Linked DNA regions of Mus musculus: all the other regions are linked to region 4. The links are chromatin contacts, called in public ChIA-PET and HiChIP or PLAC-seq maps. All regions are on one chromosome and are shown on one strand. Each heading gives the region's core, a stretch centred on a gene start, on an enhancer-like site or on the middle of the called end of the contact. The rest is flanking DNA. Distances are from core to core; before and after follow the strand shown.

Region 1 (4,752 bases), core at 1,560-4,059, 200 kb after region 4:
CTAGCCTCCATGGCTCCAAAAGGTGAGGGCGTGTCCTGACCAAGGAGGCCAGCCCTCGGGAAACCGGCCCCCGCAAACTTGTAGCCCCAGGGGCCCTGGAAGTTGGGGCTCAGGGTGTGCCCAAACACTGCTCACCTGAACCAAGGGGGTCACTGAAAGGTGCCTGGTCTCCCGCCGCTCTACCCTGCTTGCTTTGAAGCAGTCTTGGGGCAGGGAGGAGAGAGGCAATAAGGGGTGGGGGTGGGGGCAGCAGCCAACCAAAACAAGTGGGCACTTTGCCAGGAGAGATGCAAAAACCAGGAAGCATGCCGGAGGTCACCTCTAGGGTACAAGGCACAAAAAAAGAAAGCAGAAGGAATTGGTTGAAGAGCCAAAAGCCCCTATGGAAAGCAAATTCCTGATTGGTACCACCCTCGAATAGCTTATATCGTTAAATAGAGAAGTGAGGGGAGGGGGATACAGCAGCAACACAAATGTAATCTTGGCTTCCGAGACAGTGCGCACACACTCCTGAGCTGTCGACCCACCTCCCAGAGGGCAGTCACTTGAAGGTTCGAGTGTTTCGGTTTCACGGCAGAGTCCGTCAAGTGTCTGCGAAGTTCCGCTGCCGCCGCCGCTCTAGGTTCTTCTTGGATTTGCACTTTAGTAAACTTGAAACGTTAGTTCTGCTCGCGCCCAAGAGGAGTCGCTTGGGCCGTGTTTCTAGAATTAAGCCTGCCGATGTACCTGCCATGAAACATGGACCAGAAGGTTCCGCCGGGCCGTCTACATCTCTTCTGAGTTCTGTTGAGAGGCTTCCAGCTTCATCTTTTTAGACGGCGGCACTCCTTCCAAATCCTTCCGGGAAGAAGAGAAGTGACTGGGGTCAGTACAAGCAGGGAGGGCCAGCGGTCAGGGCACAGGTCGTCTGGGGGTAGGTGAGGGGGGTGGGGAGGGGGAGGGGGAGGGAGAGAGAATTGTGCGGTTCTGACTGAACCCCATGAGCAGTACAAGTGTGTGGTAGGGATCCCAGACACACAGGGAACTTTAAATGTGGACCATGTTTCCCTGTCCGTACCTGTGGAGGCACCGGAGCATGAGGCTTAGTTCTGTGACCCACCTCTAAGGTGGCTTCCCCCAAACCCAGAGCTCTTCAACTTCAGGCTAACGGGGCAGACGCTCAGCTTTTGAGGAACGGACACATGGATACTATTCGGAGCAAAGTGGTCACAGAGTTCCTAAGAAGTCTTACGGCCACCCTAAATAAAGGTTTACCCATCTACGACCAGTCACCGTTGGACTCTCAGACCTTGCCTATCACCAGAGACCAAACTCCAGACAGCTAACCGGTGCTCCCTGGCCTTTCCTGTGTCTCTGTGTTATCACACGCGTGAAAGAAAGCCGGTGCCCGGACAGCAACCCACAGTTTCCTCTTTCCATCTACCATGCCCCTGACTCCCATTAGCAAGATCCACCTGCTGTACCTGTCCATCTGTCTGAGCTGTCATGACGTGGCCTCTCTACAGGTGTCACCCAACATCACCTTAAAAACTGTAAACGGCTCATGGAAACGAGGCTGCCAACCTTTGTCCCACTGACTTGAGAACACAAGCCCGACCTCTTAGCAATGCTGGGAGGTGAGCAGCTCCAGCCCCTCCCCCCATCACTGTCTATCCCAGCCTTCTCTCCAAGCCTTTTACACCCAAGTCAGCCCCTCCTTATGAGGTCAGCACAGGGCCTGCTAAAGACCTGCTCCTATTCCAGGCAACAGGGATATAGGGCCAGCCAGGCAGATAAAGATGGTCTCTTATTAAGTGTCCCACGCTGGCTTTGAACTTGCTATTCTACTCCTTCAACTCTCTGAGTAGTTGAGATTATCGGCAGGCACCTGCATATCCAGCTGACTAGAGCTGGATTGGAACCCGGGCTAGATTCCATCATATCTGCCTCCTGCCCCTGGGCCTTGGATCTGCACTGGACAATCCAAGAACGATGTTGATACTTGGCTGTAACACAGAAGGGATCTGAGCAGGGGCCGTATATCACATGCAAAATGCCAAACAATAATCGGGCCTTTAGGTTTCTGAGGTCATGTGTTCCTTAACCTTAAGGATGTGGGGTCACGAGCCGGGCAGTGGTGGCGTATGCCTTTAATCCCAGCACTTGAGAGGCAGAGGCAGGTGGATTTCTGAGTTCGAGGCCCGCCTGGTCTACAGAGTGAGTTCCGGGACAGCCAAGGCTACACAGAGAAATCCCATGTCCCTCCCGTCACCGGGATCCCAGGTGGCATACACAGGCTTATACTTGGAGCGGCTGCTCAGTGGACAAGCAGTGTTCTAACAGTCCAACAGGAAGCAGCACAACTCTCAACACACCGTGGAGGACCCCAGCCCCACCCCACAGAGCCCGAGCTGCAGGTACCTGAGAGACTGCCGACGTTTCTGCCGCTAACCCTGATTCTGCAGATGGCTGCCGTTCTGCCTTCTCGGAGCTGTTCACCGAGTTTTCCATCGAAGACTGTGAATTTTGCTCCTCGGATGCATCTGAGCAAGAAGCGAGACAACAGAAGCTGTTTTTCAGACACATGAGAAGCTGCAGCAGATGGGCCAAGGACTAAATATACCCAGATCTGGAAACTTTTGTGGCTGGGGGCTTCCAGAGCTGGATTGGACTAAAGCTTGGGAAGTTTCTGATTCATCAACTAGCCAAACAGTTATAAGGAGCCAGGTTACAAGTGGGCTCCCGGGTCTCCAACCCTTCTTCCAGGCATACCTACTCTCTGTCTAGAGATATTTAGCACACAATGCTGCCAGTGTCTGGCGCCCTCTGCTGGCCACCAAGTACTACAGCAATCATGGCTGTCGCCAGGGAAGCTATGGCCACAGAGACTTCACTAGGCTGTTGGAGAGAACTAGCCTTCTCCTAACTTCCCAAGAGTTACTTATTTTTATTTTATGTGGATAGGTGTAAGTGCTTGCATGTATGTCTGTGTGCCACATGTGTGCCTGTTGCCTTCGGAGGCCAGGGGAGAACATCTAGGAGTTACAGATGGCCTTGAGTCACCAAGTGCTTGCTGGGAACCAAACTTGGGTCCTCTGTAAGAGCAGCCAACGCACTTAACTGTTGAGAAATCTTTCCAGTTCTAACTTAAAAAAAAAAAAACAAAACACATTTGTCTCTTTAACATACATGTTTGCATGCCACGGTGTGCATACGGCGGCCAGAGGACCACTGGATGGCGTCTGTTCTCGCCTATCATGTGAGTTCTGGCGACTGAACTCAAGTTGGCAGGCTTAGGGACAGGCACCTTTACTGGTTGTGTCACCTTGCCGCTCCCGCATTTTTCTTTTGAGACAGGTCTCAAATATTCTAGGCCAGCCTCAGACTCTATTGGTGGCTAAGGATAACCCAGAACTTTGGGTCCTATGAACTCTGCCTCCTGAGTGCTGGGATCCACGGGCGCACAGATTATTTGGTGGTGAGGATCAACCCCGGGGCTTTGGGCACACCCGCCCTGGGTGAATACTCTATCAACTGAACTCCATCCCTAGCCCAGTGTTTCTCTTAACAATAAGGATGACTCTAAGTGACTTGAGCAAAGGCTAACCATTGATGGAAAAAAAAAAAAAAGCATAGCTAAACTCAACTGATACCTCACACCTCTAAGATACACAGACCAGTATTTTAAAGACCTTGGTTCCACCTTTCTAGATTGTTCCCTCATGTGCACATAGGTTTTTCCATCTCTCTAAATGGTGAGGGCACAGACGTTTGCACATCTTTACAAATTCTCTATATTACAATCTGGCTGAACAGCAGCCTTCTGTGAAGCAATCATTTATCTGATGATCGCTTGGGCTGTTATGCTCTATGACGTCTCCCTCTTGCCCTGTCTCACAATTTTTTTTTTTTTTGGCAAAAGGAAGGTAGAGGTTGGAAGAGGTGATGGGGGCTTGGAACTCTGTGGGTCACGGGAGTTTATCTAGAGATTCTAGGACACACAACGGAAATGCTTCCCCCAGATGCCACCCTGGCTTAGGTTGTTCACACATGGCCCAGATGACAGATCACCCTGACTTTATTTAAATTTGATTTTTAATCTTGAAGATGGGGTATATGCCCAAGCAACCACGGCTTACTTCCTGAGGCAGAGGAATAACAAAATACAGAATCTAAAAACTATATAAATGATATGGGCACACAGCCAGCAGCTGTCTAGAACCTGAGGCAGGCGGGCTACAGACAGCTAGCTACTCACAGGGCGGGTAGGAGCTTCAAGACGCTTCGGGTGTTCTGCTACTGTACCCAGACCAGCAACCCGCCTTTACGCGGTTGGTCAGAGTTTCTGTGCTGGGCTTTCTTACAATCCACATCTGAGGATGCAGAGGGAATCAGTTTGGAGTCAGATTTCCGCCTGGTGAATCACCGGACCAGTATTTTCTGTCCGAGATCTCAGCCTCCCCTATATAGACAAGGTTGACGACAGCCACCCAACCCTTTCCAGGGGCTGTGAGGGTTACCTGGGCTGGCACGGACAGATCCCAGTCAGGGAGGCTGTGAACCTAGCATTTGGAAGGCTGAGGCAGGGGGATAAAGGGTTCAAGGCCAATCTGGGTTACAATCTGTTTCAACAACTCCCACCCCCAAACACAAATTAACCCTTGATGGGAGTAACGGATGGATTATCTAGGACACAGACTCAAAATCTTTTCATTTTCCCTTGAAAATCCATGTTAACGGCAGTTCCTCAAAAACTTATATGACTTTTTTTTT
Region 2 (5,016 bases), core at 235-2,734, 140 kb after region 4:
GAGGCACTGCTCCTGCTTGGCTGGTGACTATGACGAGGTAACAGAAGTGGAGCTCATCAGAGCTGTAAGAGCCAGTGGGCTAGTCCAGAGAAGGCTGCAGACAGAGCCTGTCTTCAACACAGTCAGTCGGTCTTCCCATGGGGAGCAAGGTCCTCTAGCAATTTCAGGTCTGGCCAGTGTGCAGTTCTAGTATTCAAATGAAATTAAGGAGCAAGTCTAAACTAAAAACACTTTTTCTATAACTGATACTCCATTCTTGTGACAGCCAGGAGTCCATGGTTGTGCCATGTGCTCATTAGTACCAGAATCTGACTGAGTACTATCTCAGAGATGACTTCAAAAGAAGAGTGACTACAAAGAGCTGTGTTGGACCCATGGCTCCAGGAAGAAACAGATGTTAGTGCCCTCTCAAGATCTGTGAGAGTTAACCAGTGGGCTAACCTAGGCCAATCATACCTCCGCTGTGCACCTATGAAAAAGGGGGCAGTGTGCTGTCAACCTCTTCCCCATCAGACTACACACACAGCTCTTGCAGGTAGGTATCATGATGAGAGTAGCAGGTACAGAAAAGGATATTGACCTATATATAAACAGTGCAAGCATTCCTTGGTTCTCCCCAACCGCTTGCTGAGATGTTTCTCTTATTCACAATACTTATGGCAAACAAAGTCAAATTTTAGCAGGAAAATATGCATTTCTAAGCCTCTACCATCTCATATTTCTGCAACATCTCTACAGCCAGCAAGTGGCGCTATACACACATAAAGAAACTAGTCCAAAACCCTGTCTGGTACACAGAATGGATGACTGACAAGTCCTACACCATCGCTCATAGTTATACGATGGCAAAAGCTACAAAGTGATGAAGGCTGGGGAGTGCAGCTCAGTGGTGGATGTGTTATAATTTCTGTCTGTTTCTTTCCTAATGTGCTCTCTGGCACCTCACAGAGGGAAGAGGGGCTATGTGTATAGGAGCCCTTCTTACACCACAAGTCGAGTTTCCCACAAAACTAGGAAAAGCTACTTTAAAAGACTCCATAAGGCAGCAGCAGAGGCAGTCACTCCATGAGAAAGCAGGGCACCCAAAAGCCTCTGATCAGGTTTCTGCTTTCCGCCCTGGTCTACACATCTTTCAGACAGTCCAACTACAAGGCTTCTTTAAATTATAGCCAGAAATACTAGAGAGCTTGTGAGACCACTGGCCCTGTACCTGGAAGTTTCTTCTACCTCATACTTCTGAACCGTGTGCTTCCTGTGTCATGGCCATGACCACAAGGGACATTTGCCAGGTACTTAGCCCAGCCTCCACCCCATGAGACAGCCATGGTCTAGCTCTTACTCATTTTAGGACTGCTGGTCCAGTGCTTCTAAACCCAGTTATTAAAACAATTGCTTAATGTTTCCATGAAGACGTCTTCATACACTCTGCCCCTACCCCCCCCCTTCCTAGAAGGAGGGTTGCTGACACAAAACAGGAAGTTCACAGGACAACAAAGGCCCCTCTTACAATTTTGTTGGATGGAGTTAGCAAACCATGAATTCTTCAGCGGTCTGGCAAAAGACTGCTTTGGAATGAAAATTAAAGTGCAAGCCTCAGAAGGAAAGCACTGGGCTATCAAGAACACAGGAGGGCAGGACTGGATCACGGATTCTGCTCGCTGGGGTAAATTAGACACCGACTCTTGTTCATTCTCTCCAAAAGGAAGCCAACACAGAGAGTACAGGCTGCTGATTACAGCTCTGGGTCACTCACTGATCAATTCAACCGCATCACCTCTTCACTTGTCCTGGTGATGCTCCTGAATCTCCACTGGTAAAGCACCCCCAACGCAAAGGGAAGCAGGCACGGACGGTCAGGTCCTGCTCTGCTCTCCTCTCCTCTCCGTTGGGGAGCAAGCTGCTCACGCTCCGTTGGGGAGCAAGCTGCTCACGCTCACCCTGCTTGTCTACTTGAGAGTGGACATGGAAAAACAAACAACTGCAGCCAATACTTTTTTATTGGTAATGACTGAGTTCACTTCTTTCAGAAGACATCTTCTCTTCTGAGTAGTTGAGACAAAAATCTGGCCCCTGTGAGACCCTGGGAATCTTTCAGTCTGTTGAAATACCAGGTTAAACACATTCCAAGAGATCTGTGCAAACTAAATTCTTTTGTATACTTCTAAGGTGCCTGAGACAACAAGACTTCATTTATTTATGGAAAGTGTGCTTTATCTTGGGAGTTGTGCTCAAGCATTAGCTTGCTGTCTGTAGAATGAGTGCTTCGGAGCCTGACATGAAACCATCTCAAGAGCCCACAGGTCCCATAACATTCGGTTGCTTTTCTGAACACTGTCAACATCACATCTGTCTTTCTGAATAATCCTATATGCCGCATGGTACTGGTGTGAAACATCACTGTACTGGAAGAATTAGTAGAGGACTTCAGTAATGTACCTGAGCTAAAATGACCGAGGCGTTAGGGGTGCACAGAAACCACCATGATTTGTATAACATTTTGAAGTGAATTAATATTTTTGAACATGCTTCTTCAACAGCCAGTGTTATATTTTTCAGATCAACACAAAGCACAATGGTTACTACTCTATAAACTCAATATTTTCAAATTCACATATTTAAAGTCATGCAAGCTGCAACTTCCCTGTCAGAATTACTGGCTGCCAAATTTATACCTGTTTCTTCAGCTGTACTTTTTGATATTTAGAATTTTTAAATTTCTGTAAAGTAGGTTTTGTAGACTGTAATGTGTTCACTGCCTTTGTGAAGCGGTATATAATTGTATAATTTCGTGTGTAACTGAATGCTTGGGCTTTCAATACAGTATTCATATAAAGCAATAAATATTAATGTTATGAAAAAAAAAACCTCACAATTCTATCCAACTGTGACCAGCAATAAAGATAATATTTTGATCATCATCTGATAGCTTTGTTTGTTTGTTTGTTTACTAGTTTTTGTTTTTTTAACTCTGGGGGATTCAGTACAAGTCTGAATACTTGATATGCGATTTCCAGTTCCTATCTCTTCCTGTTTTCCCAAATATCAACAGGCAGACTTTGCCAACACACATCCTGATCTGGAGAAGTTGGGTGGTTCCAGAGGAAAAGTCTGCAGAATTTGATACCTGACTGAACCCCAGGAATGAGTTATTTGCCTGTTCTACCTGTTACCTAAGGAGAAGCTCTACTTCCTGACGAGTCCCGGGGTGGGGATATTAGAGTAACCAGCCGACGGGAACACGGGGCTGAGAATCACCAAATCATAAGAGTTTCCCATGCCAAAGAGGCCAAAGCACGCAGACAGAGTATCCCAAACAGATGAAAAATCCTTGCTGTGTTCTTAATGATATAATTTCTAACTATAAGAGATAAAGATGGGGTCCTCAAAGTTTACAGAAAGAGACTGTGTAGAAAAGGTCAGAACAAAAGTAACAGCTGCAAGTCTCCAGAGCAGCATATAGGTGTGGGTGAAAAATGAGTTTAAAAAAAATTAACCTTAACTTCTTTTCCTTTTATATGTGTGCTAAAACACATTACAAAATTTATAATTTTAACCATTTTAAAATATGTTCAGTGCTACTACTAACATTCACAACCCTGTGCAACACTCATTACTATAAAGTTCTATAACCTTCCTTGCCATCCTCAAACTGTTATACCTATCTAGCAATCTGGTCCTATCTTAGTTACGGTTGCTATTGCTGTGAAGAGACACCATGACTATAGGAACTCTTATAAAGAAAAACATTTAAATGAGGCTGGCTTACAGTTCAGAGATTTAGTCCATTATCTCATGGTGGCAAGACATGGCCACCATGTCTCCAAAGCTCCAGCTCTGACCTCTGCTATTTGTTTGTTGTTTATTTATTATTGTTTTTTCATTTAATTGACTAGATCTCGAGGACCCTGTCTCAATCACTAGATTAATCCATTGATAAATAGTTACAATCTGATGGCATTATTGAGTGATTATGAAAGTTAAGAGGAAGTATCTAGCTGGAGAGATGCTCAGAGGCTAGAAGTACTTGCTGCCTTTCAGAAGACCTGAGCTTGGTTCCCAGCAAACGCATGGTGGCTCACAACCATCTGAGAACCTCTGGCCTAGATGAAAGGAAGTAGACTGGACAAACATCCCAGAAAGACCTTGTCCCCAACTTCGTTTTGTCTGTGTACTGCTTCCTGGCCACGATGAGGTGAACTTTGCTCCACCATGTCCCTCCACACCTCTGAAAAATCTATACCAGAATACCTTTCTCCCTTAAGGTGTTCTCTCAGGTACAACGAGACAGCAGCTAACAACTACCCACATTTACAAGCCAGCTCAAGACAGAAAAGAAAGATCTCATCATTGAATTGGCACTGAGGACAACAACAGGCAAAAACAAGCGAGTGTTCATGAAGTGCAAGCTGACAACTTTCTAATCATACTTTACATGTTTCTTTAAGCCAAGATCTATTCTGCAGGAATTAATTCCACAAATCCATTCAAACATGGGCACAAAGCCAAAAGGGGATATTAAGTTGTAAGATGAGGTTAGAAATGAAGTACATATTCAATAAAAGAGATTTATTAAAATACAAGTATATCTACATAGTTGAACATTCTGAGATAATCAAAAATATACTTGTGCTGATATAAAATGCTGATAAACAGGCAAAATTTTATACAAGGCATTACTAAATAAATAAAAATAATAACAAGCAATGAAATATAAAACATGGCTTCCTGGTTTTAAACTATACTGGGGATTGACCCCAGGACTTTAATCTGGTGCAATTCCATTGAACTAAACCCTGGCTCCATTTGTTTTGGTTTCTAAGAATTACTTATGTGTATATTTGTGTGTCTGCGCAAGCGCATGTATACACATACACACACAAACACACACAGTGTCTGCAGCATTCAGATTATATCTGTATGTCTGTGTACACACACATACACACACACAGTGCCTTATGTGTATCTCTGTATGTCTACACACACACACACACACACATACACACACACACACACACA
Region 3 (5,281 bases), core at 2,656-5,155, 190 kb before region 4:
GTTCCCGCAAGCTAGGGGGTCCAGAGGACCGAGGGAAGGAGTCTCTTCCCTGCGCTCAGGAAGGAGGCTCAGACAGGCAGCTCTCACTGACCACAGAGGGCCAGGCCTTCAGTTTCAGTACTCAGGAGGCAGAGGCGGGGATCTCTGCAAATTCGTTACCAGACTGATCAATAGAGGGAACTCCAGGCCAGTCCTAGGCTGGATAGTAAGAGCTTGGCAAAGAAAAAAAGGATGGAAGGGAAAAGGGGTAACCCATCTAGACAGTAAAGCCAGATTATTAGAAATTATGAAAACCATTTTTATTGAATCCTTAATAACCATGTCAGGAATTGGTCAAAGAACTTGATTTAAGCTAAGCTATGAATCTAATCTAAGTAGCTTCCCATTGATGGATAAGCAAGTCAGTAAAATCCGGCCTATACACACTGAAGACTAGAGCCTTAGAAAAGAAGCCACTGTGTCACTAACAATGTCAGCCAACCTGTAGGATGTCATGCTGAGGGACACAAGGCAGGCCCAGAAAGAAGAGCACGATCTCACAGATGCACAGAACTCACAGAAGCAGCGCAGAGATGCTATAGAGTGGAGGGACGGAAAGAGCAAAGCAGGGTGTGTATCAAAGGGAGGAGACTCAGGCAAGAACAGGGCGAAGGAGACTGAGAGATCTACTAAGCCACACGATGTATGCCTGTACTGCAAATTGCTACAAGATAGATATATTGCCATCACTATTTTTCGTTTTGATGTGGTCTCTCTTCAGTGATCTCTCTCTCTGTCTCACTATATAGACCAGGCTGGACGGAGAAACTCACCAAGACTTGCTTGACTATGACTCTCCCAGAGCTGACATTAAAGACTTGTATCCTAGAACCCTCCCCCGCCAAACTGGGCCTACTCACATTCCCCAGAGTTGGAGTTGCATAGGATTGTTAGCCACCGTGTGGGTGTTAGGATTTGAACCCCGGCCCTGTGCAAGAACAAGTTCTTTAAATTGCTGAGCCCTCTCTCCAGCCCCTAGAGCTCTTCCTCTAATTAATTCAAGTAAAAATATGGGAGCCACGTCCCTGCTGCACACTAGATCACTTGGTGCCCACATGTCACCCTTCTGCATCTTCTCAGCCTCTAGCAAACCAAGAGATGTCTGCCCGAGAACAACAGAACAAATGGATGCTTGGATGCTTACCTCAACATCCAGTCCGAACTGAATGGCAAAGCTCTCGGCTTCGGCAAATCTGTGCTTGTGAAGTAACCGGCTCAGTCTGAAGAGCGGAGAAGAAATCTCACCAGATGCCCTACTCACCAGGGACTTTAGGTTTCTCATTAAAGGGCAAAGAATGCTTAAAAATATGACAAGTTAGCCGGGCTCATGCCTTTAATCCCAGCATGTGGGAGGCAGAGGCAGGCGGATTTCTGAGTTCAAGGCCAGCCTGGTCTACAGAGTGAGTTCCAGGACAGCCAGGGCTACACAGAGAAACCCTGTCTCGAAAAAAACAACCAAACAGACAAACACTCCAAAAAACAAAAAAAACAACCAAACAAACAAACAAACAAAAAATGACAATTTACCTGTTTTCTGGTAACACCTCTGTGAGGTACCTAAGTACTAAGTCAGACACAGAGTCTTCACATAGGCTGAAAAAAAAAATTACATTGTGAGTAGCTCTGTCATGCAGTATTCATGAGTAAATTCTAAGTTAGATATGTATGAATTATCAGAGAAAACAAAGCATGACCTACTTAGGATCATTTTTGTGAATTCCTTCCAGAAGATATATAGTGTCCTACAATCAGAACAAAAACATGATTAAAACCCAAATGTAGAAGCCACCAAGTACTTTATAATTATTAGAAAAAAACAAATACTTCTGGCAAAAATTATCCATCCATTGATCTTAGAATCACTAGGAAACTCTTCAAACACTGAGGAAAGGAAATGCAGTGGGTGACTTGATGTTGATGCCAGCTGACTCTTAGATGCTGAGAGCAGCTTGACCACTGGACATACACTGAGTGCATTCAGGCAATGCCTCTTACAGCCTAAAGTGGAATCTACTGTGATCTTCAGATAGCAGGAAGATAGTCTAGTGACTAACAGAAGAAAACTGATGGAATGTTACCCTTTTGACTAGGATTGGAGCACTGCTAGCCTAGGTTCTTTTGTTAATAGACATTGTGATTTAAACGGAAAGTTCCACATATGTGTATATATTGACTAGATCTTAAAACCTTGCTAATACGGATGCCTACCACGTCAGACTCTACATCTTGCAAAGTTTAACATCAGAGGGGCATTTCTTCAAGTAGTGGACATTCCATTTGTGACGCAGTTAGCTTTATGGCACATAGACGTTCATAATTTGAGCCATGGATGTTCATGTGTACTTGACAGGTCAAACTATGAAGGACCCAATGTCAAATCCAACTTTCTCCATGTATGCCTTAGGTTGAATTTGTTTCCAAGTTAATAACTTTTACGGGCTTAGACATTCACACTCATCTCTGTTTTATTTTATGCTTAGTCATATTTAAATCCAGAATTTAATAGTCTACTAGACAGATAAATGAGATGCATGAATATAAAAATATATAAAGGAAAGGAGATGGCAAACTATTTATAACTTTATTATATTACTAACATTTCAAAGTTTATTAGTTGCTTATAAATTGTATAGTTAAAAAAATGTCTGTTCTCTATTAATCAGAAGATTGCAACATATCACAGGTTGGCTAATGTTACTGGAGTTTTCAACACAGTTGCTATTGTGGAAGGTTTTCTGCATTAATTAAAAAGTTGGTAAAACCTGGCTTTTACCTCAGCGTGTCAGATGTAGAGAACACGTGCTCTCAGTGTGTGAGTGGCAGTGGCTGTGCACTCGCATTCGTGACAGCTGCGCATTCGTGACAGCTGCGCATTCGTGACAGCTGCTCAGCCTGAACAGCTGTGCAATGCGGTGAGCTCCAGTCATGGTTCATTCTTTCTTCAGAGCTTTAGTAGTTTGGAAGTTTGACTGACTGGCACATTCTATCATTGTCAGAACTTAAATAATTCAGTTAAAAATTTTTAAAACATGATTTGAGGCCGGGTGGTGGTGCACGCCTTTAATCCCAGCACTTGGGAGGCAGAGGCAGGCCAATTTCTGAGTTCGAGGCCAGCCTGGTCTACAGAGTGAGTTCCAGGACAACCAGGGCTACACAGAGAAACCCTGTCTCAAAAAAAAAAAACAAAAAACAAAACATGATTTGATATTTAGGGCTTTTCTTTTTTAAAAAATGAGAAGCAAGTAAGGAATTGTAAAGATTTGGGACTTCTTTGTGGCATTGTGACAATAAATAAGCCAATGTGAAAGGAAAAAAACAAAACAAAACAAAAAGATACAATTGAACAGCAGATGAAGTTTTATCTTAATTTCTATGAAGACTCGGCTGGGTCTCTTGAGTATGTGTTAGTAATGAACATATAAGTATAAGGCAGAGATAAAGCGAAGCATTACACTAAGTTCCACTCCCGCTTTTCTTACTTGGAAAAATGAATAAACATACCGTGCTGATTCCTGTTTGAACTAAAGAAGAAACACTAGATACTTCCAAAGAGTACAGTGTTTCCATCGAAGGCAGAGAGTAAATGATGAGGCTTCTCATCTATGAGAAATAAAAATAGAAACCCATCAGCACAGGTTAGCACTTCCCCGTCAAGACATCTATTGACCCATCTTGTACAAAGCCAAACACGAGTAACCACAGCACTCTCTGACTACACAAGTAGGCCTGCCGCTATCGTATAAATGCTACCCACAAAACTGTGTTCTTAAACCACAAGAAGACGATGCTCTAGTCCACCTGCCCCGCAGAATGAAAACATGCGCAGAATGCCCCACCTCCACTCCAGGAGCGCTGCTCCTTCACAACACCCCACCTAGCCGACGCCTTTTCTTCTGTCCCCGCCCTTCCTTTCTATTGCTTTTCCTTTCCCCTTCCCTACCCTTTGCTTTCCTTCTTTCAGCACTGGAGGCTAATTTTAGTGCCTTGCACACACTACTCTTTCATCTCCAGCCCTTGCCTTTTTGACACAGGGACTTGCTATACAACCCAGGAGAGCCTTGAACTCATTCATGACCTTCGGTTTCAGCCTCCTGAATGCTAGAACTACAGTCGTGAGACACCACACCTTGCTCAAATAAGTTCTTTAATTTTTTTTTTTTTTAGAGACAGGGTTTCTCTGTGTAGCTCTGTGGACCAGGATGACCTAAAACTCACAGAGATCCATCTGCCTCTGCCTCCCGAGTACCACTGCTGGGCTTATCTTTGGTTCCTAAAATGTTCTGTTTGAAATGAAGAGCCAAGATTTTCATCCATTCTTTGAAAACTGGGCTCTGCACATTAATTCTTGTTTATCGAAGTCTCCGTGAGCTACAAGTTAGCATGCTGTGAGCATTAACTGGCTAGTAATCCTGACTTCCAATTCATAAAACATACTAATGTAGTGTAAAGTCCCCCGGTACCTTCTCCTTCGCTGTTGCTGTCAGGGTGACTAATTTGAGATTTGTAATTCCTTGCCTAAAAGAGAAGAAAAACTCAAGTTAAAAAGCCATGCATGCTTCTTTTGTTTTTGTTTTTTTTAAGATTTATTTACAGCCGGGCAGTGATGGCACACGCCTTTAATTCCAGCACTTGGGAGGCAGAAGCAGGCTGATTTCTGAGTTCGAGGCCAGCCTGGTCTACAGAGTGAGTTCCAGGACAGCCAGGGCTGCACAGAGAAACCCTGTCTCAAAAAACCAAAAAAAAAAAAAACAAAACAAAACAAAATAAAAAAAAAAACCAAAAAAAAAAAAAAAAAAAGATTTATTCACTTATTCAATGTAAGTACACTGTAGCTGTCTTCAGACACTCCAGAAGAGGGAGTCAGATCTCGTTATGGATGGTTGTGAGCCACCATGTAGCTGCTATTTGAACTCAGGACCTTCAGAAGAGCAGTCAGTGCTCTTAACCACTGAGCCATCTCTCCAGCCCACCATGCATGTTTCTAAGTATGAACTTAAATAAAGTGATATTCTCACAGAAAGGTCAAAACACATTCAGAGAAGACCGTGGACTCTGTTTCACATGTACACATCACAGATTCTGTTTCTACCATCATTCCATAGACGCTCACATTATAGTATCTATTTGTGCCAAATAGAAACTGGCAAATAAAGAATCGGTCCTTCCTCTGCCAGACAGACTCAGATGTGGTTTCGAACACAAGACGTAGTAAATGATCTGAACCAACCCAGACAGACACTTG
Region 4 (5,084 bases), core at 1,626-4,125:
TGGACTACACGAGATCCTGTTAGAAGCTGGAAGAGGAAGAGAAATAACTGCTATCTTATCTCAAAGCACTTTGTGAGCCATTCAAATGTTAAATATATTGGATTGTCCATTGCTTTATTCGTATATTTAAAAAGAAAAAAGATGTCATTGGGACGAACAGGGTTGGGGATGGGAGCAGATATTCCACACTCCATAGCATAACAAGGAATGTGCGCACACAAGTCATTGCTAGCTTAGCACACAGGCAGGTACTATCTATCCATAGCTTGTTTGTGTTAGCTTTCTAGATGGCCTTGGACAAACACTAGCAACACTGGCAGACTGGGCTCAGGCATCCAGGTGATAAGAGGTTAATGTGATTGACCTCCTAACCAGAGGGATGACACTGGACTCACAGTTGGCTGGCCCGGTGCACCCCCATTTCCCCACCCCTGTATCACCCTTTCAGGTCACTAGCTCTCTGAACACAGCACAACTTAAAGATTCCATTCTTGGTGGGGCTGAGACACACCTTGGTGGTTAAGAGCATTGCTGCTCTTCCAGAGGCCGGCTATTGGTTTTCCAGCAACCATGGCTATAAGTCCGCTTCCAGGGGATCTGACGCCTCTAGCCTCTGAGGGTGCCTGCACTCATGTGTACAAACTCACATGCAGACAAACACAGACACCTACACATAATATGTATGTGAGTATACTGTGGCTCTCTTCAGACACACCTGGTGGGCATCAGATCCCATTACAGATGGTTGTGAGCCACTATATGGTTACTGGGAATTGAACTCGGGACTTTTGGAAGAGCAGTCAGTGCTCTTAACCGCTGAGCCATCTCTCCAGCCCCTAAAAGTAAGTTTTTAATAATTAATAATAATTTAATAATGTATTCTTGTCTCTTTTTACTGACTCTTATGAGAACTGGAAACGTAAGCTTCAGTATTCTGGTTACAGCAATGTTTGATTCCATTTATTTATTTATTTACTTAGTGATTGGGGTCAAACCAAAAGCCTTTCAAGCCCTAGCAAGCACTGTACCTGTACCGTTGTGCTATATCCCCAGACCTTGCGATAAGGCCTTACTATGTAGACCACACAGGTTCACAACTTACTCTCCTCCTCTTCTGCCTCCCCAGTGGGGATTATAGGCTGTGCTACTCCATCTCTGATTAGTAATCCACAACTCTTTAGAAACTCTCAAAAGTGTTAGTGTTTGCCTTTGAATATCTACTAAATGACTGTCTCCCCACACAGATGCTTAAAAAAAAAAACATTGTAAATAATATCTTGTGGGGGCTGGAGAGATGGCTCAGTGGTTAAGAACACTGACTGCTCTTCCAGAGATCCTGAGTTCAATTCCCATCAACCACACAGTGGCTCACAACAATCCGTAATGGGATCTGATGCCCACTTCTGGTGTGTCTGAAGAGTGATAGTATATTCATTTACATAAAATATAAATAAGAATAATACCTTGCAACAGATTATTATTCTCAACTTCAGTATCATTAACTTGCCGTGAGTCCATGGAGATCAGAAGTGGGCATAGAGGATGTGGAACTGGAATGCTGGAGTTACAGGCAGTTTTGAGCTGGAACCCCAACTCTGGTTCTCTGGAAGAACAGCGTGTTCCCACTAAGCCATCTCTCTCTCTTATTTTTTAAACTGTGTTTGCCTGAAAGTATCTATCAGTGCTGTGTGCCTTGCTCTCCTAGGTGAGAAAGGGGCACTAGATCCCGTGTTAGCATTTCTTCCAGGCTCTGCTGCGCAGTTACCTGGCAACAGCCATGTGTGCCTGACTCAATATAAAAGAGGCTGCTTGCGGCCCCCCCCCCCCCACTCTCTTACCTTCTCTCTTCCCTCTCCCTTCTCTCTCCTTTCCCCTTTCCTGTCTGTCTCCACGTGTTCCTGGCCGGCCTCTACGCCTCTATTTTCTCCCTCTCCCCCTCTCTCTTTCCCTTCCCCTTTCCCTCCTCTCCCCTCCCCACCTCCTTCCTCAACTCCCCTCCCCATCTCCCCATGCCCTAAATAAACTCTATTCCATACTATATCCGTCATATGGCTGTTACCTCATGGGGAAGGGATGTCTCAGCATAAGCTCGCAGAGGCACCACCTTCCACCTCACCATACCTCACTCTATCAAGCATATCCCTGGCTTCCTTTTCTTGTTTTATAAAACACAACACCCTGGAACCGGAGTTACAGATGGTCACGAGCTATACTGTGGATCCTGGGAACCTGGTCTATGGGAGAGCAGCAGGTGCTCTTAACTGGTGAACCATCTCTCCAGTCCATTTATTGTTTGTTTATGTGGAGACAGGTCTCACTGTGTAGCCCTGGTTGTCCTGGAGCTCGCTATGTTTACCAGGCTGGCCTTGAACTTGGAGAGATAAGCTTGCTCTGCGATTGAACCACTTACTGGGTGTAGTAAGGTGCATTTTGTAGTTTGGCCTCGATCGCCATTTTACACCAGTATTCTAGCTGTGAAGACACAAGGATGGTGCTTTTAAACGCGACAAATAACATCTAAATTCCATCCTTAAGACCTGGGGATGGTGGCTCACGTCTTTAATCCCAGCACTTAGGAGGCAGAGGCAGGCGGATTTCTGAGTTCGAGGCCAGCCTGTTCTACAGAGTGAGTTCCAGGACAGCCAGGGCTACACAGAGAAACCCTGTCTCGAAAACAAACAAACAAAGTCAATTTTCACTGCTCACCATTCTTAGGCATGGTAGGGAAATACTTTAGAAAGGGGCGGGGAGGGGACTCCTCCTCGCATGCGCACTAGGACCTTGAAGGAGCATCACTGTCAGCAGGACTCCGCCTTTCGCGTTCAATGTGCCTCAGCGACTCGGATCACGTGAACGTCCCGTCACGTGACGCAGGCGGCGTCTGGGGAAATGCGGGTGCCCGGGCAAGATGGCGGCGCACCTGTCGTACGGGCGAGTGAACCTGAACGTGCTGCGCGAGGCGGTGCGTCGGGAGCTGCGCGAGTTCCTGGACAAGTGCGCTGGGAGCAAGGTGAGGGACAGGGCCCCGGCGCCACCAAGCTTGGCCGGGCGGGACTGTGCGAGGCCGTGGGGGCGATCAGGTCGCCCGCTCAGTGACAGCCCCTGGCCGGGAGCTCCCCGACCTGCGAGACAGTTGTCCTTTCCAGCCTGGAAGCACGCACGCCCACAGCCCTCGGCACACAGCTTGTGAAAGACAAGCTGTCACTTCGTAACTTCAACATGGATCGTTTTTTGTCTAGATCGGGGACTTCATAGAATTTCCTTTCTTCCTGTTTTCCTCTCAGTGTTTGAGACAGGGTAACGCTGTGTAGCCCTCGAACTCACTGAGATCCACCTGTCACTGCCTCTGAGTGCTGGGATCGGCTCTCCATTTTATTTTTGAGCCTATTCCTGGCTATATAGACTGTTCCTGCCGGCACTCCTCCTTTCTCTCGCCTCTGGCACTACAGGCATGAGCCATGCTGTGAGGTTTTCTTTTAAGCATTTTTTCCCTCTATTCTGAGATTTATTAATCATACCCCATCCCTCTACAGGGAATGGGAAGTTCTAATCTGAAGAAAAAAACAAAACAGATGCTCAAAGAATCAGTTTTGGGCCCGGCAGTGGTGGCGCACGCCTTTAGCCCCAGCACTTGGGAAGCAGAGGCAGACGGATCTCTGAGTTCGAGGCCAGCCTGGTCTACAGAGTGAGTTCCAGGACAGCCAGGGCTACACAGAGAAACCCTGTCTTGAAAAAACCAAGAACACTCCCTACCCCCACCCACCCAAAAAGAATCAGTTTTGTAAACATAGCTCCAACTAAGTCATTGAGTCAAAAAGGCAGATTATTAAATCACAGGGGGCAGTATTAAACTGAAAATGATGTCGAAATCAGATATAATAGATTGTGTGGACCAGGTTTACAAAGTGTTTCTCCTGGAGGAAGCAGGGATCTTTGATGCCAGTATCATGAAATTTCCCCCTTTGTGGAAGGTTCTTTTCGACCCTTAGGCTATAATGTGACCAGAGCCTTTAAAAATCCTAACTCTAACTTTTAGAAGAATATTCTGGAAAGGTGGCTTAGAGGTGAAGAGGGAGTGTAGCTCTTCCAGAGGAGCCCAGATCAGTTGCTGGCACCTACAGACAACCACTTGTAACCCCAGATCCTTGGAAATTTGATGGATCTGGCCTCTGAGGGGAACCGCACCCACCTGCACATACCCAGGCACAGACACATACAACTAGACATAATTAAAGTGGGGGTGGGGCAGGGAAAATATTAAACCTTATAAAATTATATTCTTACTGGTTATAACTGCCTTTTCTGTTGCTGGTGGTGGAATTTCTGAGTGCTTCTCCCCTCTTACAGGCAATAGTGTGGGATGAGTACTTAACAGGACCATTTGGACTGATCGCACAGTACTCACTACTAAAGGTAATATGCATATGCGATTTATCCAAGAATTAATAATTAATCTAGCCTAGTGCGGGTAATGGGATTCTAACATATCTTCCTGAATAATCACTTGCAAAGCTATCTGAGCTGAACAAACACTGGTATTAATACATGATTAACATTCAGCCTAGAGGGTGCCGCTCAGTGGTAGTGTGCTTGCCTGGTATGCACAACATGCCGAAATTGATGTCCAGCATCCCACGGGTGGGGGGGGACGGGGGACGGGACGGGACGGACGGACGGTACAGAAACAACCATTTTGCGCACAAGCACTGTTTTGTGTGACTGTGCCGCAGAGCCTTGGCCGGTATGCTGTGTCAGAATGGTTGGCCTGCGGATGCAGAAACAACGGCTTTATCTTTCAGCTTGGTCCTTCATGTGTTTGGTTGGTTGGGACTCTGAATTACTTACCGATCTGAGAAGGACAGAGTCCAGGGTTCTTACTGGTCTTCTGTGTGTGCTTGCTTTCCTAGGAACATGAAGTGGAAAAAATGTTCACACTTAAAGGAAGTCGTCTGCCCGCAGCTGATGTCAAGAACATCATTTTTTTGGTCAGACCCAGGCTAGAGCTGATGGACATAATTGCTGAGAATGTACTCAGGTACCTCGGAGTTTTGTGGTTTAAAAGACGTTGGGCTTTAAAAGTTTTT

Evidence for each region. ChIA-PET counts read pairs in DNA pulled down with a chosen protein or histone mark. HiChIP or PLAC-seq counts read pairs in DNA pulled down with a chosen protein or histone mark.
Region 1: a contact with region 4 is called in an H3K4me3 HiChIP or PLAC-seq map of bone marrow-derived macrophages, with 4 times the contacts expected there. The contact joins the enhancer-like site here to the promoter of Vps33a in region 4. A contact is called at or near these places in 8 of 39 promoter capture datasets (the 3T3-L1 cell line, 3T3-L1-derived adipocytes, the C10 cell line and 5 more), 2 of 484 Hi-C or Micro-C datasets (CD8 T cells and nephron progenitors), 12 of 115 datasets of contacts at active chromatin or transcription factors (bone marrow-derived macrophages, effector CD8 T cells, embryonic limb bud and 5 more) and 3 of 9 other capture datasets (adipose tissue, liver and pancreatic islet).
Region 2: a contact with region 4 is called in an H3K4me3 HiChIP or PLAC-seq map of bone marrow-derived macrophages, with 2.5 times the contacts expected there. The contact joins the enhancer-like site here to the promoter of Vps33a in region 4. A contact is called at or near these places in 12 of 39 promoter capture datasets (the 3T3-L1 cell line, the C10 cell line, the HPC-7 cell line and 7 more), 3 of 15 datasets of contacts at CTCF or cohesin (large pre-B cells, pro-B cells and stem cell-derived epiblast-like cells), 6 of 484 Hi-C or Micro-C datasets (the HL-1 cell line, cranial neural crest, embryonic stem cells and 3 more), 15 of 115 datasets of contacts at active chromatin or transcription factors (bone marrow-derived macrophages, differentiating embryonic stem cells, embryonic midbrain and 6 more) and 4 of 9 other capture datasets (adipose tissue, embryonic stem cells, liver and 1 more).
Region 3: an RNA polymerase II ChIA-PET map of memory CD8 T cells shows a contact between it and region 4, with 8 read pairs. The contact joins the enhancer-like site here to the promoter of Vps33a in region 4. A contact is called at or near these places in 3 of 39 promoter capture datasets (erythroid cells, liver and stem cell-derived epiblast-like cells), 3 of 115 datasets of contacts at active chromatin or transcription factors (bone marrow-derived macrophages, memory CD8 T cells and stem cell-derived neural progenitor cells) and 3 of 9 other capture datasets (adipose tissue, liver and pancreatic islet).

The regions. Positions count from the first base shown.
Region 1 is chr5:123,367,103-123,371,854 of GRCm38.p6, reverse strand. Bcl7a (B cell CLL/lymphoma 7A) reads right to left here. Exons shown (of 6, transcript NM_029850.3): 5 at 2,401-2,522; 6 at 1-837. The coding sequence ends at 766. Among named protein-coding and RNA genes, the nearest start is that of Gm23458, 8.6 kb to the right of the region's middle. Within about 2 kb of position 2,809, at least 11 of the 459 cell types and tissues checked have an H3K27ac peak or open chromatin away from gene starts, as enhancers often do. A contact at or near this core is called in bone marrow-derived macrophages, where this site is marked.
Region 2 is chr5:123,432,744-123,437,759 of GRCm38.p6, reverse strand. All of the region lies in intron 1 of Mlxip (MLX interacting protein), which reads right to left. Among named protein-coding and RNA genes, the nearest start is that of Mlxip, 40 kb to the right of the region's middle. Within about 2 kb of position 1,484, at least 90 of the 459 cell types and tissues checked have an H3K27ac peak or open chromatin away from gene starts, as enhancers often do. A contact at or near this core is called in adipose tissue, bone marrow-derived macrophages, group 2 innate lymphoid cells and 5 more, where this site is marked.
Region 3 is chr5:123,764,270-123,769,550 of GRCm38.p6, reverse strand. It overlaps Kntc1 (kinetochore associated 1), which reads right to left. Exons shown (of 64, transcript NM_001042421.1): 12 at 4,500-4,554; 13 at 3,541-3,639; 14 at 1,738-1,781; 15 at 1,567-1,632; 16 at 1,184-1,259. Among named protein-coding and RNA genes, the nearest start is that of Kntc1, 17 kb to the right of the region's middle. Within about 2 kb of position 3,905, at least 10 of the 459 cell types and tissues checked have an H3K27ac peak or open chromatin away from gene starts, as enhancers often do. A contact at or near this core is called in memory CD8 T cells, where this site is marked.
Region 4 is chr5:123,570,806-123,575,889 of GRCm38.p6, reverse strand. It overlaps Vps33a (VPS33A CORVET/HOPS core subunit), which reads left to right and starts at 2,875. Exons shown (of 13, transcript NM_029929.3): 1 at 2,875-3,010; 2 at 4,348-4,413; 3 at 4,908-5,035. The coding sequence starts at 2,909.